2 separate regions of the Astyanax mexicanus genome follow, and region 1 is linked to region 2. The links are chromatin contacts, called in public Hi-C maps. All regions are on one chromosome and are shown on one strand. Each heading gives the region's core, a stretch centred on a gene start, on an enhancer-like site or on the middle of the called end of the contact. The rest is flanking DNA. Distances are from core to core; before and after follow the strand shown. Region 1 overlaps ube2e2 (ubiquitin-conjugating enzyme E2E 2). Region 2 holds the start of ube2e2 (ubiquitin-conjugating enzyme E2E 2).

Evidence for each region. A called contact is a pair of places that touch in the nucleus more often than the background predicts.
Region 1: a Hi-C map of muscle shows a contact between it and region 2, with 5 times the contacts expected there. The contact joins the enhancer-like site here to the promoter of ube2e2 in region 2. A contact is called at or near these places in 2 of 3 Hi-C or Micro-C datasets (both in muscle).

Annotation. Positions count from the first base shown.
Region 1 is chr1:123,994,357-123,998,455 of AstMex3_surface, reverse strand. All of the region lies in intron 3 of ube2e2 (ubiquitin-conjugating enzyme E2E 2), which reads right to left. Among protein-coding and RNA genes, the nearest start is that of LOC111190071, 14 kb to the left of the region's middle. Within about 2 kb of position 2,100, the one cell type or tissue checked has an H3K27ac peak away from gene starts, as active enhancers do.
Region 2 is chr1:123,956,091-123,960,392 of AstMex3_surface, reverse strand. ube2e2 (ubiquitin-conjugating enzyme E2E 2) reads right to left here and starts at 1,542. Exons shown (of 6, transcript XM_007241069.4): 1 at 1,393-1,542.

The sequences.
Region 1 (4,099 bases), core at 851-3,350, 38 kb before region 2:
AACTGGGATTTTTAATGGTTATTTCTATTAAACTTGTATACTCAATAACTTTGTACTGAATGAGGGAACATGGACCAGAATTTCAGTAGAGCTGCAACAACTAATAAACAACTTGTTGAATAGCTGGCAACTAATTGAAGTATCAATTAATTAGGTCTACGTTATTATAGCAAACAAGTTAGCATTAGCTTTTTAATAATGATATATTGTATGTTTCTTATGAAAAAACAACATTAGTACAAAGACAGGTTAGGTCATTTAAAAATGCTGGAAATCAACTTTTGCTTTTTTAAATTTAATTAACGATTGATTCAACGATTTTCAAAAATAATCTTTGATGGCAGCCCTAGACCAGAAACAAAAAAGGGAAAAAAATGGCAGAAAAGTACTGCCACAAGCATTTGGAGGTTGATAGGAATGTTTTTAGTAAATTTAGAAAAAATGTTATACAGGGTAATTATAAGATAAGATTTTAAAAACGTCACAAATAAATAGGGCAGATTAAGATTTTAAAACAAACAAAATTAGTAAATCCCTATTTTGACATAATTAAAAATATACAGGTATGTATATATTTGTGAAAAACATCAATCTACTTTCCAGATCCAGGTCAAGTGGATAGATACTATCCACTATATTAGTTTGTGTTTTTAGCCATTTAACCCCATTCACTCATTCATGCACAACACTGTATTTAAGCCATTTATAGGGTCCATACACTATCCTAATGTTTCTAATTCTTTCAGGCTTAAACCAGGAAGAGTTACGAGTGATACAGGATTCTTTCATTATCCGTCCATTCTCCTACCTAACAAAAGATTAGTCACAGCATCTGGAGCTAACAACAAGCTAATTACAGGTGAATAAGTAACTAAACCATTAATCAATGCAAGCTATTGATTGGACCAGCCGAGAAGAATAAATGAAAGGATGGCAGATCTGTTTGTAGCCCACGTGAGATCTGATCTAGTGACCTTAGAAACAGAGCTAAATCACCACAATGATGTCAAGGACAATGTAGAGGGATGGAGCGATATTATCAGTACTTGAGTGAGCAATGAGTGAGGAGAGTGTTTTCCTGGACATAAAAACTGCATCAGTACAGAATTGTGTATTAGACAGTACCTCAAGCCCTATCTTACTCCCTTCCCTGTACGAGGTGTGTCATGATGTTCATTGCTACCTTAGACCCCTTCTGCCTGTATTGTTTAAATAGTAACAGAGCTTCTGAATATATCTACACTGATGGGTGTGGTGGTCTGGAAATGAGGTGTGTTCAGGGAAATTTCTGGTGTATTGCTATCTTGGCAATGGAAAACACAGGTGTGCCACTGACTGAATACAACCTGAATACAACTGAATACAACTGAATACTAAATACAAAAACATTGCTGTAATAGCTCCTTTACAGCGTGAATGAGCAGGTCAGTTTCCTCTGCTGAGAAGCGTTTATTGAACATGTCCAGGTAGATGCGCTGTTAAAATTGCAATCCGCCAAAGTCAGAGCGCCTGACTCTTAAAGGGAATGATGAGCAAGTGACACACTGATGGGTTTATTTTCCGTTACGCCCAAAATGAACCACACCCACAATTAATTAAGAGAATAATTACATGCCTTTCGCTCATTTGGAGACGCACAAGGTGTACTTTTCCCGTCGCTACGATAGCAAAGACACACTAACAAGCTTCTCACCTACAGATTGCTAAAATAGGACCCTTGGAGTTACTACAAATGGCATCCAATCGGTGAAAAGACCCGTGCATTCATTTTAAAAGCTGTACCAGGGGTGTTCACAAACATTTGAACATAAAAACGTCATCCAAACTTCATTCTTCATGCACGTTTAAATCTGGCCTTATTCCACACGCATTTCCCCAGCGAGGGCATGATAAGAGCTGGAACTGATCCTCACACCTCCTAAAGTGAGGCTAACAGCTGAAACGACTGCAGACAGCAGGTAATATCTACACCACCGCGTAGCGCCGCGCAGAAAGGTCTTTCTTTTGAGCTTTAATAGCCACTCTGAATCAAAAGGCTGCCACCTCTGCTGGATTCCCTCGCAGATAAGTGCCATATTTAGGATTTATAGCATTCCCCCTCCCCCATCGCTGCTTCACTGCTGTCAGCACGATCCTGACTGGCCCCGTTCCAACAGCAGGCTGGGAACGCGTCCAGCTGCTCGGGATAATAAACAATCGGCTGAATTTTATATAATTACCCCCGAGCTCTTATTCAGCGAGGAACACACGCGTGCAGCAAACACAATAAAACACATAATGATACGCAAATATATCGACTGATATATCTACTGATATATCACCTGATTAAGCATAACATTATGACCACCTCCTTGCTTCTGTGTTGTGCTGGTACGCAAGGGCTTTGCCTGGGTATGTAAAGATCAGGTAATTACAGAATTTTGTTTTTAAGAGATTTTTAAGGCATCCAGTATAATATTCAGTTATTTTTTTTTACTTTAACTGATTGACAAACAAACAAAGCATGCAGAAATTCATTCAACTATTAAAAAAGCATGAGGAAACAAAAGGAAAACTCACAGAAAGTAACAACCTCTAAAAACATTAGAATACATTCACTACCTTTTATTATGAACACACAAATGTTTCCCCAGTGATTCCACCCTTTAATAAGGTAAATCTTAATTAAACAATTAATCTTTGTTTCAATGCTATTAATTTCAATGTTCTAGTCTTCCAAATTATAGTTTTAATTTAACTTTTTTCTCAATAAAACAAATTACTGAAAGGAAAAAAAATAAACGATTTTTAGTCCAAATTGTACACATTTAATGTGCTGTAAGAATTCCACAGGTAAATGGATTATTGTAATCTTAGCTTGTTATATAACTTAATTGCTAACAAATTTAGCGTGGACTCAAAAGCGCTATAGTCTTAATCTGCATTTTTCTCCATTTCTAATATTACTATAAACACAGCTGATATTCTAAACTGACAGATATCTGAAACAGCTCTGTGTTCTTCTGCTGAATCTGAGGACGGGCCGAATTTTTCTTTATTTTTTTTTAGGCGGTAATGGTGGCTGTGTCCCAAAAAGCGTGCCTGTTAAAACCACACTTATAGCACTGCACATTGTTGACGTCACCAGAGTATACACATTGAGGGGCACTGCAGGGTGTACAGCTACTGAATTAACCTATTAACACAGGATCTTCTTGCTGTATTAACTTTATTTTGCTCCTACCTCAAAGAGAGGTCTGAACAATGAAGTGAAGACAATGTTCTTGCATGGTTTGTTGTGAACTGTAAACTGAACCCTGAAAATAACACCTCTTTACACCATAAAAAATGCCACAATTTGTATTCTTCAGTACCGGTATACCTGTGTCGAGCAGTTAATACAGTGGGAACCCTTTCTGCATGCACTGAAATGTATGAATATTACAACTACATATTCTCTGTCTTCACTTAGTTACATTAACTTAATACACATTATCAGCCCATAAACACAGCTACAAAAGACAAAAGTACCAGGTACAACAGACCACAACCATCATTGCTTAATTTTCCTACCAGTAATTGTTACAGCTGTTCAACTATGTTCAGTTATTTGTATGCCTACAGTACACCAGACCAGCCAAAACATTAAGTACACACAAAAACTCGCCAGGTGGCCTATTATTGTGAGTTAGTTTCACATTGGATATGACTTATTTGAATTCGCAGTTTTATAAAAGCTTTATGACTAACCAACTCGTAGCCCCTTCATCAGAACACAGCTGAGACAGTGTTAGACAGCCATGGCCCCGCCCCATAGTGAAAATCATGAATCTGATTGGTTATATTGTCCTAGGATTTTGTTAATAGACTCTTTACTACACCCTTCAAAAATCAGTAGAAGGGGCATCGCATGCATACAGGGGCAGAAGCCATTTAAAAACGCAGTTTTGATTGGTTAGTACAGCTGTCAATCAGATATGCGTCCTATAGAAACTGAAAAACACAGACTGATGCTTTGAATAATATATGCTTACATTTTACAATAATTACAATATATATTTCTTGTTGAAAATTTATGTAATGGTTTTCGTGCACCTAATGTCACCCCCTTCTCTGAAGG
Region 2 (4,302 bases), core at 293-2,792:
GGTGGAAATAAAACAATGACTGCTGTGATCTATGTATGTGTAAATCTGATCTTACCAAAAATGTCAGCCTAGTCAGCCTAGATTAGAACTTGGTTCAGCTGGTGCAACCGGGGCCAGTGTATTAACATGAACACTATTAAGAGATATTACAACCTTCTGTGAATTATGAATTTGTACGATTGTACAATTAGTTACAACGTTACAACTAGCTTGTAAAGCTCAGCTGATGCACCCAGGCCATTTAATATAAGAGATTATATTAAAGCTTTATGCATTTTCTTTGATTTTACCAAATTGAAAACATCTGGAATGTAATCAAGAGGAAGATGGATGATCACAAGCCATCAAACCAAACTGAAATGCTTGAATTTTTGCACCAGTGGCATAAAGTGTGTAGGACTGGTGGAGGAGAACATGCCAAGACGCATGAAAACTGTGATTAAAATCAGGGTTATTCCACCAAATATTGATTTCTAAACTACTTTTTGATATTTCAGGCATTTCTCTTTTTTTTCAAATAAATGCTGTAAATAATATATATTTTATATGGAATTTGGAAGAAATGTTGTCTGTAGTTTTTAGAATTGGACAACAAATGTTCATTTTACTCAAACCTATAAATAGCAAAATCAGATTAACTGATATTTGAAAGGCATATTTTAGGCTCCAGATTCAACATAACATAAGGCTTATCCACCTGCAGCTTTTATTTAGATAATTAGAAGTATTGTATCGTTATCGGTATTGGATATACTAGCTAGGATATATTGACTCTGTATTTGATAGTATCGGTATCGGTACCAATACTGGTAAATTGGTCAGTATCGTACACCACTAGCTAACTAACCTATCCAGCTAACTGTAGCGTTACCTAGGTTACTAAAAAAACGTTGTTTTTAAACGGTGGGTTATTTTTAGGTAGCTATGCTAAGCTAGGTTAGGTTAGCACTCTGAGGGGATAAAAGCTAGCAGTAAAAGCGGGTCAAAAAAGATGTACAGAGCAAAAACAGAGCGAAAATACGGGGAAATAAAGGGTTTGGAGCTGGATGGAGGGGTCTGCTGTGGTTCTGCGGGGTTAGAGGGGGAGGAGGGCGGTGTTAAAGCCGAGGAAAGGCCCGAGAGTGAAGATAGCGGAGCTGCGGAGGAGCCGAGCCGAAGACCGGAGCTCGGTCAGCGGTCAGGCCGGGGAAACCGCCCCTCAGAGCGGCTACCAGACCACCAGGAGCCCGGCCTGCTCCGGCTACCCGCACAAAGGCTACACACACACACACACACACACACACACACACACACATCCCCCCCTCAGTGGAAGAAAACACCAGCACTTTCCACGGGACGTTTTTTACCCACTTTTTCCGCGCACTTCCCATCAAACATGCGAGAACGGGTTACCTGCTAAACGGCCGCCGATGATCCGGTAAAAAATCGGATTAAAACCGACGATAAAACCCCGAAGAGACCCAGAGATAATCCACAATCCGACCGACCGACCAACCAACCGACCGCTCTCTTTCTCCCCCGACTACTCTCTATATAACTGAAGGAGGGAGAGAGAGAGAGAGAGAGAGAGAGAGAGAGAGAGAGAGAGAGAGAGAGAGAGAGAGAGAGAGAGAGAGAGATACAGACAGAGCGAAAGGGAGAGAGAGACAGAAAGATAGACACACCAAAAAAGAGAGATACACAGAGAGAGAGAGAGACAGACAGAGAGACACACACAGAGAAAGAGAGAGACAGACAGAAAGGGATACTTATAAAAAGAATCAAAGAGACTGACGACAGAAAGAGAAACCGAGAGAGAGACAGAAAGATGGACAGACACACAGAGAGATACAGAGAGAGAAAGACATAACTGTTACTTGGAAAGTGGGAGAGTGATGCAAAGAGACTTACAAGAGAGAGGGAGAGATACAGAGAGAGAGAGCTAGAGAGAAAGAGAAATACAGAGAGAGAGAGAGATACAGACAGAGCGAAAGGGAGAGAGAGAGAGACAGAAAGATAGACACCTCAAAAAAGAGAGATACAGAGAAAGAGAGACACACAGAGAAAGAGAGAGAAAGACAGAAAGAGATACTTAGAAAGAGAATAAAAGAGACTGACGACAGAAAGAGAGACCGAGAGAGAGAGAGAGAGAGAGAGATACATGGAGAGAGAGAGACAGAAAGATGGACAGACACAGAGAGATACAGAAGGAGAAAGAGATACTGGGAAAGTGGGAGAGTGATGCAAAGAGACTGACAAGAGAAAGAGAGACTCAGAGAGAGAGAGAGAGATGTACAGAAAGATGGACAGACACAAAGAGAGATACAGAGAGAGAGAGAGAGTCAGACACAGAAAGAGAGATACAGAGAGAGACAGACAGAGAGACAGAGAGAGATACTTTGAAAGTGGGAGAGAGATACAAAGCGAGAGAGAAACTGACACAGAAAGATATACACAGTTTTCTTCTAATTACATTCACTTATTGATTATTATTATGTTTTTTGCATTGTTTTAAAATGTATACGTTGTTCTGTTCTGCACTCTAAAAAATGTTCATATCTAAAACTATTTACTGTTCTTTTACTTTACTGATTAAAAACTTTGGCAACACGAATGTAGCACTATTTGTCATGCCAATAATGCACCTTGAATTGATACAGAGAGAGACAGATGGACAGAGAGATGGACAGACAGAGAGGGAGGGAGATACAGAGAATAATAACTCTTGAGATGTTTAGCACAGCTGTTACCTGAAAGCTATTTTAGGTGACTCTACCTCATTAAGCTGACTAAGAAAATCCAGAGACGTCAGGGTGGTCTTCTTTGGGACGCTCTGTCTAGCAGTCAGGGTGGTCTTCTTTTGGTTTGCTCTGTCTGGCAGTCAGGGTGGTCTTGTATTGTTGCTTTGTTTGGTGGTCAGGGTGGTCTTCTTTGGGATGTTCTGTCTGCCATTCTGGCTGGTCTTCTTTGGAACGCTCTGTCTGGCAGTCAGGGTGGTCTTCTTTGGGACACTCTGTCTGGCGGTCAGGGTGGTCTTCTTTGGGATGCTCGGTCTGGCGGTCAGGGTGGTCTTTGGGATGCTCTGTCTGATGGTCATGGTGGTCTTCTTTGGGAAAATCCGTCTGGCATTCAGTGTGGTCTTCCTTTGGACGCTCTGTCTGGCAGTCAGGGTGGTCTTCTTTTGGATACTCTGGCGGTCAGGGTGGTCTTTTTTTGGATGCTCTCTCAGGTGGTCAGGGTGGTATTCTTCGGGATGCTCTGTCTAGCGGTCAGGGTGGTCTTCTTAGGGACATTCGGTCTGGCGGTCAGGGAATGTCTTTGGGATGCTCTGTCTGGTGGACATGGTGGTCTTCTTTGGGACAATCTGTCTGGCATTCAGTGTGGTCTTCTTTTGGACGCTCTGTCTGGTGTTTAGGGTGGTCTTCTTTTGGACGCTCTGTTGGGTGGTCAGGCTGGTCTTCTTTTGGACGCTCTGTCTGGTGGTCAGGGTGGTATTCTTTGGGATGCTCTATCTGGCGGTTAGTGTGGTCTTCTTTGGAACGATCTGTCTGGCAGTCAGGATGGTCTTTATTGGTCACTCTGTCTGTATTTCAGTGTGGTCTTCTTTTGGTCGCTCTGTCTGGTAGTCAGGGTGGTCTCCCTTGGGACATTGTGTCTGGCAGTCAGGGTGGTCTTCTTTGGGATGCTCTGTCTGGCTGTAGAAGTGGTCTTCTTTAGGACGCTTGTTCTGGCAGTTAGGGAGGTCTTCTTGGGGATGTTCTTTCTGATGGTCAGGGTGGTCTTCTTTTGGACTCTCTGTCTGGCAGTCAGGGTGGTCTTCTTTTGGACGCTCTGTCTGGTGATCTGCTGCTGTGGAGGTGATCTTACAGCTAGGCTGTCTAGGTTGTTTGTCTCTTCTCCAGAAGTTCCTCAATCATCTGCTTTCTAGGTGCCTCTAGGTGTTCTTGCTCCTGTCTCAGCTTCTTTAGTTTCTGCCAGTGCTGCTTGTTGGGGTAATTTCTGTTGATGAAGTCCCATCAGGCTCTTCAGTTTTTCTGACTCCATATCGCTCCTCCTCTGCAGCTTCCTGTTCAGCTGGATCTGTGCCGGCATCCTGTTCTGCAGCTCCAGAACCTCCTTAAGGAAAGAGGTCATTCTCTCACTCAGGAGTCAGCTTCACCTTTGCCTCCTCTTTCCTCCACCGTCTTGCCAGCTTGGCTCTCGTCATCATCAGTAGGGCTACACTCCTCCTGCATCTCCTTTCTCCTCTTTTTCTTCTCCTGTTTCTTCTGCTGTTCCTTCACGACGACTGGTGGCTTCTCTTTGAAGATCTCCACCACCAAC